Regions from separate parts of the Mustela erminea genome. Here region 2 is linked to region 1. Evidence: chromatin contacts called from public Hi-C data. All regions are on one chromosome and are shown on one strand. The core of a region is the stretch at or near the end of the contact, and the rest is flanking DNA. Distances in the headings are between cores, read along the strand shown. Region 1 overlaps MACF1 (microtubule-actin cross-linking factor 1). Region 2 overlaps MACF1 (microtubule-actin cross-linking factor 1).

The links. A called contact is a pair of places that touch in the nucleus more often than the background predicts.
Region 2: a Hi-C map of fibroblasts shows a contact between it and region 1, with 4 times the contacts expected there. The contact joins two enhancer-like sites. A contact is called at or near these places in 3 of 3 Hi-C or Micro-C datasets (fibroblasts, skeletal muscle and spleen).

The regions. Positions count from the first base shown.
Region 1 is chr10:79,847,280-79,850,998 of mMusErm1.Pri, forward strand. The region is part of intron 1 of MACF1 (microtubule-actin cross-linking factor 1); the gene reads right to left. Among named protein-coding and RNA genes, the nearest start is that of MACF1, 94 kb to the right of the region's middle. Within about 2 kb of position 1,927, the one cell type or tissue checked has open chromatin away from gene starts, as enhancers often do. A contact at or near this core is called in fibroblasts, where this site is marked.
Region 2 is chr10:79,927,218-79,930,936 of mMusErm1.Pri, forward strand. All of the region lies in intron 1 of MACF1 (microtubule-actin cross-linking factor 1), which reads right to left. Among named protein-coding and RNA genes, the nearest start is that of MACF1, 14 kb to the right of the region's middle. Within about 2 kb of position 1,659, the one cell type or tissue checked has open chromatin away from gene starts, as enhancers often do. A contact at or near this core is called in fibroblasts, where this site is marked.

The DNA of each region.
Region 1 (3,719 bases), core at 677-3,176:
CTGAGAATGCAATAGGTAGTTATATTCAAGACTCAGAAAAAGAATCCAGGCCAAGATAAGAGGTAGGTAAGAGAGACCAACTTAAACCATTTATCCATGGATACCACGCTTTGCACACAGCCAATTTAAGATCTCTGTGAGACTGTTTTCTAGATTCTGGCAGTAGCCCTCAACAGTAAAGAAGAAAAACTTGCCACCTGAAGACAAAGACAGACTTGTCAGTTTCTTTAGCCCTGTGGACCCCCTGAGCCTGCTCTGAACCCTAATCCACACACAAGAATCATTTTGGTCTTTTATAAGAGAATCTATCACCAGGCCCTGCTTGTCTTCTAGTTAAAACCTGCTCTCACAAACCCTCACCAGGGCCAAGGACCAAAGACAAATGAACGTGCCTGATAGGATCTCCCCTCCTACCATCACTATGGTACTAATTATGTGACCCTAGAAACACCACTTAATATTTCCGACCTTCAGTTTCCTAAAATGTACAATGTGTATAAATATACCTATTTCTCAGGGCTGTTGTCAGTAGGTAAGTACACACCAGATGCTTAATAAACAGTTTACTTCCCCTGTCCCTTTTCATTTTTTAAAAAAAGTCTCTTTCAGTCTTATTTATAAAACCAATTCCATCTCAGACTTGGTTTCTTGCTTCACCTAGCATCTGGAATAATTTGTTCTTCGGATACTCGACAGATCCACAAAATTATTTTTCTTTTCTTTTTGTATTTTTTATTTTTCTAATTTTGAAATTTTGTTTTTCATGTTCAAAATTAGACATTTTAAAATGATTGATGTACTCCTGAAACTGATAGGACAGTGTATATTATTTGTACAGGAATTAAAATTAAAAACTTGATTAACAATGGGGCGCCTAGGTGGCTCAGTGGGTTAAGCCTCTGCCTTTGGCTCAGGTCATGATCTCAGGGTCCTGGGATGGAGCCCCACATCGGGCTTTCTGCTCAGCAGGGAGCCTGCTTCCCCCCTCACTCTCTGCCTGCCTCTCTGCCTACTTGTGATTTTTCTCTCTCTCTCTCTGTCAAATAAATAAAATCTTTAAAAAATAAATAAAAATAAAAATTATTGAGTTATCTTAATAAAATTAAAAGAACATTTTATAACCTTTTCAGTTTCTTTCCATGATGGAATCTTCAAGTAGCAATGGCTTTATAAAAAAAATTGCTTCACCCTACACTCTTTGACTACAAATATTACCAGAGACTGCTCCTAATAGGTGGCCCTGTAGGCATCCATTTCTTTATAGCTTAGAATTACTCCTCGAAATCTCCTAGATCCAATAGTCACTGGATCCACAAAATTCTTAATACAAGTTCATATTTCTTATTTCTGCTCTAATATTAAAAGGGGGGGCACAATGTACAAAGACGCCACAATAAAGATAAGGAATCTGATTGGCCCACACTAAGATTAGTGACAGGTTCTCTAATTTGGAGTTTAAACCCCCAGTGACCCCTACTGGACAAAGATAGATCCAGAAGAGTGAGTTTTATAGCTAAGACAAAGAGATTCTGTGACTACTTTTATTCTAGTGAAATCTGTACACATAGAACTCCCCTTACACAAGCTCAAGCTTGCCTCCAAACCCACACACACGACATAAAAGGCAGCGATGCCAGGTCCAGTTGGCTCACTCCTTCCCCGAAAACATGATCACCTCAAAATTGGTTGGCTTACTGGCTGCCCCAACTGGATCCCCAGTATTCACAGCTTTGTGATGAGTTCTTACAGAAGAAAAAACAGGCAGTGAAGAAGCAGTCACTGGCACATAATCCCCCCCCCCCCCACTACCCTACATTTTTCCATTTCCAGAGCTGACTCACTCTCAACTCAGCACAGACTCCCCACCAGCAGTCAGGGCCACTATGTGTGCCCAGTGAGTAATGCTTCCCCAATGCCTCCTCCCAGCTGCCTCTGACTTAACAAGTCATAAAAGGAAATATGGGTAAGAGTTTTAAGGGAAGAGAACACAGGCTCCATCCTGGAGGCAGGGATAGATCCTTTCATCACTCTGCAGGGATTCAGAGCTATAGTGAATTCCCTCTAACGGCAGCCAGGTGGCAATGTGGAAATGGCCGAAGGCTGAAACACCCATGAAGACAATAAATCCTTACTCTCTCAAATCTGAGGACAACAGATTCTATTTTGTATAAAACCAAAAGTCATGGGCATTAGGCAGAGCCCAAACCAGCCTACCGGTTGGTTATGGTTTATCTACCATAGACTGTTTGTCTAGCAACAGCTTGCCGTGGAGATTGCAAGCCAGACTCGGCATCAAACTATCTATAATCATCAGCCTTATTTGTAAGGCAAAAACCTAATGAAAACCAAATCTCAGAAAAAGGGAGCAGCCTCTTAAATACCTGCCCATGTACCCTGAAGTTCCCAAAGGAGGGCAATGAGGAAAAGGATGCACTGGGGTTTTGATTAGTGACTGGCACATCCAATATTCAACAAACACTAAATAGACAACAGTTGTAGTTCAACTTTCCCCAATAAATATTCCTGAGTATCTAAATCTCTTAACCTTATCTCAAACATTTTGGAAATGACTATCAAGAGCTAGATAATTTTTTATACAACTTACTTTAAAGATACTTTGTTTTGTTTTTTCCTAAAGATTTTATTTATTTATTTCACAGAGATCACAAGTAGGCAAAGTAGCAGGCAGAGAGAAGGGGGGAAGCAGGCTCCCTCAAGATACTTTGAAGCAGGGGCTCCTGGGTGGCTCAGTTTGTTAAGCATCTGCCTTCGATCAGGTCATGATCCCAGGGTCCTGGGATAAAGCCCCACACCAGACTTCCTATTCAGTGAGAGTCTGCATCTATCTCTGTCTCTTTCTCTCTCAAATAAATAAATCTTTTTTTTCTTTAAATAAACTTTTTCTTTTGTCCTTTTTGGGGGGGCATTGCTTTAAAGATTTTATTTATTTGACAGAGAGAGGCACAAGTAGGCAAAGTAGCAGACAGAGGCAAAAGGAGAAGCAGGCTCTCTGCTGAGCAGGGAGCCTGATGGACCCTGGGATCATGATCCAAGCCCAAAGGCAGATGCTTAACTGACTGAGCCACCCAGGCGCCCCCCCGCCAAAAGTTACTTTGAAGCAATAATCCTTGATGAATTATCAAACAGCAAAACTTCAATTAACTAGGACTCATCTAAATTGGGCTTGCAATCTACTGTTAAGTGAAAAAGAATCACCTCAAATACATAATATCACTGATTTTTTAAAGATGTCCTTGAAATCTGGGCACTTTCAGTACAGTTGCTTGCATTTTTCTCTTACCTATAATCCATGGGTCCCTGATGCCTTGGAATAAAACTGTTACCCAGCTCAGTGTTTTATTAAACCTACACTACTGAAGATCCTAATTTATCAAAAGAAGAAGAAGAAGAAAGAAAAGAATAAACGAACCTACCTATGACATTACCTATGACAAAATATCCTATTTACTAAGACCAAAAAGATATATATAACAATGTTCAAGATGAGTGAAGCAGAAAGTACCCTTTGGTTGACCCTGGATTAACAAGAATATTTTATTAACAAGATTAAGCACATATCAGATTTTACCACTATGTTTAGCAGTTCAAGAAATAGAGAAGGAAGTGACAGCTCCAGTTCTGTTCCTAGTTTATCATATGACTGTAGGATCATTTAATCACACTGGATCTGTTTATTCATTCATAAAATGAGTTGACAT
Region 2 (3,719 bases), core at 409-2,908, 80 kb after region 1:
TTCTGCGGGCTGTTAAAGCTCTCACAGCCCAACACAGGCACAGAGTGTCCTCTCTTTGAAGAGTGCAGTGTTGCTCCAAAGCCTGCGAGGAAACTTAATGGAACTAACCATTCACTTAGCAGCATTTTTTCAATGAAGTTCAGCAGTACAATCTAACCTCTTTGTGCTCTGAAATGAACCACATTTCTTAAAAGAAAGACCACAGGGGGGTGACAGAACATTTGCTTCAGGCAGGGAAACCTGGACAGCTTACAGAAGCTGATGCAGAAGGGAACCAGCAGACCTCCTCAGCAGGTCCCTTTCAGCATTTCATTTCTCTCTCTCTCCTGCTGCATTCCCAAGCCACAAGGGAAGAAAAAGAGGGAGGGTTTTACAGCTTCTGCATTAGTTTCCCTTCACTGGCTAGGTGTCGTAAACAAGTATGCTGGACTCAGTCATAAGGGCTGAAGTTTCCTTCCGATGAAAAGAAACTAGAGGCCCAGTCACAAGGGCGCCGCTGAATAAAATAGGAGAAAAGTGCTGCCTCTGGAGTTTCTGGGGGGGAAATCTCCCGGGTTGGAAAGCTCAACTGGCACACAAAGCAAAAGCCCAGCCCTGGATGTTCAAGATCAGGGCAGGGGCCCCCGGGAGCGCGCACCCCGGGCTCGAGCCCGAAGGGCGCCTCGGGCATCAGGGGACACGTCGGGGAGCCGCAGTCCGCAGACCCTCCGCCTGTCAAAACTTTCTCGCGGACACCCAGGCCTTGCAGGAGGCACTGGAGTGCGGGGCTGCGCGGCCAGAGCGCCTCCCGGCTGCCACCCGAGTCGACGGCAAGCCTTTCGGTGGGAGGGGAGAGCGGCGGCCGACCCCCGCCTCCACCGGCTCGAAGCCCCCCGGGCTGCGCGGGGGAGGAGGCCTCTCCCCAAAAGTGCACACTCACCGACCCCGGCCGCCACGCGACGGAGCGGAGACTGAGGGAGACAAAGGGGGGCGAGAGCCCCCGGGCGGGCTCGCGGCCGCCGGAGCCTCGGCGAGAGGAGCTGGACACTCGGAGCGGACCGGGAGGCTGCTCCCGCCCGACTCCTCCTCCTCCCCGGCAACTCCCTACCGCGCCGGGGCTCGGGAGGCAGCCCCCGGGCTCGCCCCCTTCCAGATAGTAGGGCGGCTAATGTAGCCAGCGTTGGGGAAAGCGCCGTCTCCCGCAGGCTTATCTCAACTCCGCAAATAAGCTAGCCCGAGAAAGAGCAGGTCCGGGGCCAGCCCCGACGCCGGGGTGGGCGCCACCCCGCCACCCCGCCCGGCCGCCCGTCCCTCGCCGCGCCGCCCGCCGCACCTTTGTAGCGCTCCAGCACATCCTCGTACGCCTGCACGAACTCCTTCTCCTGGCTGCGGTTGGCCGGCTGCTGACCCGGCACGTAGCCGGCCATGGCCGCCCGCGCCGCGCTCTCCCCGGGCCCCGGCGAGCGCCGGCTCCAGGCCCGCGCGCTGAGGCGGCGGCGGCGGCGGCCCCAGTCTCGGCCCTTTGTGCGGCTCGGGGGCGGCGGCGCCCCGGCTGTCCGCTTTCCGCTGTCCGCTCTTCGTCCGCCTCGCCCGGCCTGGCAGTAGCACTCCGCTCCTCAGCCTGCCCGCAGCCGGCCGCTCGCACTCCGCCGGTCCCGGCTCGCGTTTCCGCCTCCCCACCCCTCGCTCCGCTCCTCCCTCAGCCCGCCCCGGCGCGGCGGCGGCGGCGGCGGCGGCGGCGACTCCTCCTGTCAGGAGCGGCAGGCCCGGCAGGTTCCCGCCCCTCTCCCGCCGCCTCGGCGGCCGGGCCCCCCGACTGCCCACGCGGGGCCCGGCTAGCTGCGGACCACCGCGGGCAGGGCAGGGGGCGCGGGCCGAGGGAGGCGGGGGCCGCCGGGAGGGAGGCCCCACGCGCGTGCGAATGAAGGACTGGGCGGGCCGCAGCGGCGGGGAGACCCCGGGCCGACGCCACAGGGCGAGCGGGCGGGCACCCGGCTCGGCGCTGACCTACACCCGCCGCTGGGACAAAGGAGGGAGCCCCTGACTGGAGGAAACAGGGCCGGGCCTGTGCAGCCGCAGGAGAAGGGCCTAGGGAAGCTGAGGGGAAGGGAGAGAGCGAAAGACCTAGATAGATCCGGAGCTAGACACGGTCAGAAGGAGGACAGGGGCAGGATCCAGACAGGGCTGCAGTGAGAGGCTGAAGGCCACACTGAGGCCACACGGAATCCCAGAAACAAAGGGTTTTCCAGAAACGGAAGAAACTGAACTTGAAATGAGAGGGCAAGCCAAGCACCATGAAGTAAACCAGGCCAAGGATGAGGAACCAGAAGCTGAGAAATGACCAGGGGGTGGGGGGTGGGGAGGATGAAAACGGGACTCTGACCGCACGGTGAGGGGAGTAAGAGAGACAGAAGGACATAAATCTACGGGGGGGGCGGGGGGGGCCAACAGGATTATGGCGCTGTGACAGCCATCAGAACAGAGACCTAGATGGGAAGGGAGAAATGTGGGGACCTGTTACGGAACAAAGAAAAGAATCCTGGAACCTGACTGGTCAGGGAAGAAGAAGGAAGCCAAGCATTTTCCGTCCGGGGAAAGGCTAGCGAAGGACGGAAACCGGTAAATACAGGTAGGGATTTACGTGGAACCATTTTGAGAAAGGGAGTTCTCAGTGTCATCCCATCCTCCATTCATCCGTGTACCCTTCAGTCCCAATATTCACAGACCGCACTGGGGGCCCACAGCTGTGAACCAGCAACTCAGGTAAATGCAGGTGATCGGGTTTTTTTTTGGCCCCCAGCTCCCCTCACCCAGCCATTATCCTCCAGGGCCTCATCAAGTCTGCTAACTTGATTTTTCAGGGGGTAGGGAAGTGGTTGTGGGTAAAAGTTAAGCGGGCAGATTTCACAATAGCAGCATATTAGCAAGTAAAAAAAGAATTCATGGGACATTGAACAGGCAAAATTGGGACTTGGGTTTCCATTTCAGTTCCCATTCTCAAGGTTTTTGAAGAGGAGCTTCTTCCCCCTGGGGCAAGGCCTGCCTCTTTATGGACTATGAGTAGTTGCCAAGTACTTGGTCAGTGCTCAGCACATTAGTAAGAAGAGATGATGCTTTTCACTAATAGGTACACACTGGTTGTTTCCACACCATACCATGATCAAAAATCGGGTGAGCAAGTCATTAATCATATCTTTCCCCATCCATCAAGTTCTGCTGGCCTGCTCAAGTTCTAGGCATGAAAATCATGTATGGAAGGGCCTAAAAGAGGGCGGACAAGGGATGGTGTTTGGACAAAGGCTCATTTCCTTCCAGTTTAATCCTCTGTGCTTAAAAAAAAGCTAGACCACAGTTTGGTGTCAGCTGCTAGTGAGCTCAGTTTAAGAAAAGAAGGAAAATAAGCCTGAAGTTTTTGGTGGTTGTTTGTTTTTTTTTTTTTAAGATTTTATTTATTTATTTGACAGAGAGAGATGGCAGAAGGAACACAAGGTGGGGGGGGCGGTGGCGGGCAGTGGGAGGGAGAAGCAGGCCTCCCACTGAGCAGGGAGCCCAGTGGGGGGGGGGGGGTCATCCCAGGACCCTAGGATCAAGACCTGAGCTGAAGGCAGATGCTTAACGACTGAGCCACTCAGGCGCCCCAAGCTTGAGGTTTATTATTTTTCAAATAAGAGACTTAGTGGAAAATGCAGGGTGAAGGAGTTGGAGATTGATGGCATAAGCACATTTTTCGTAAACAGCAG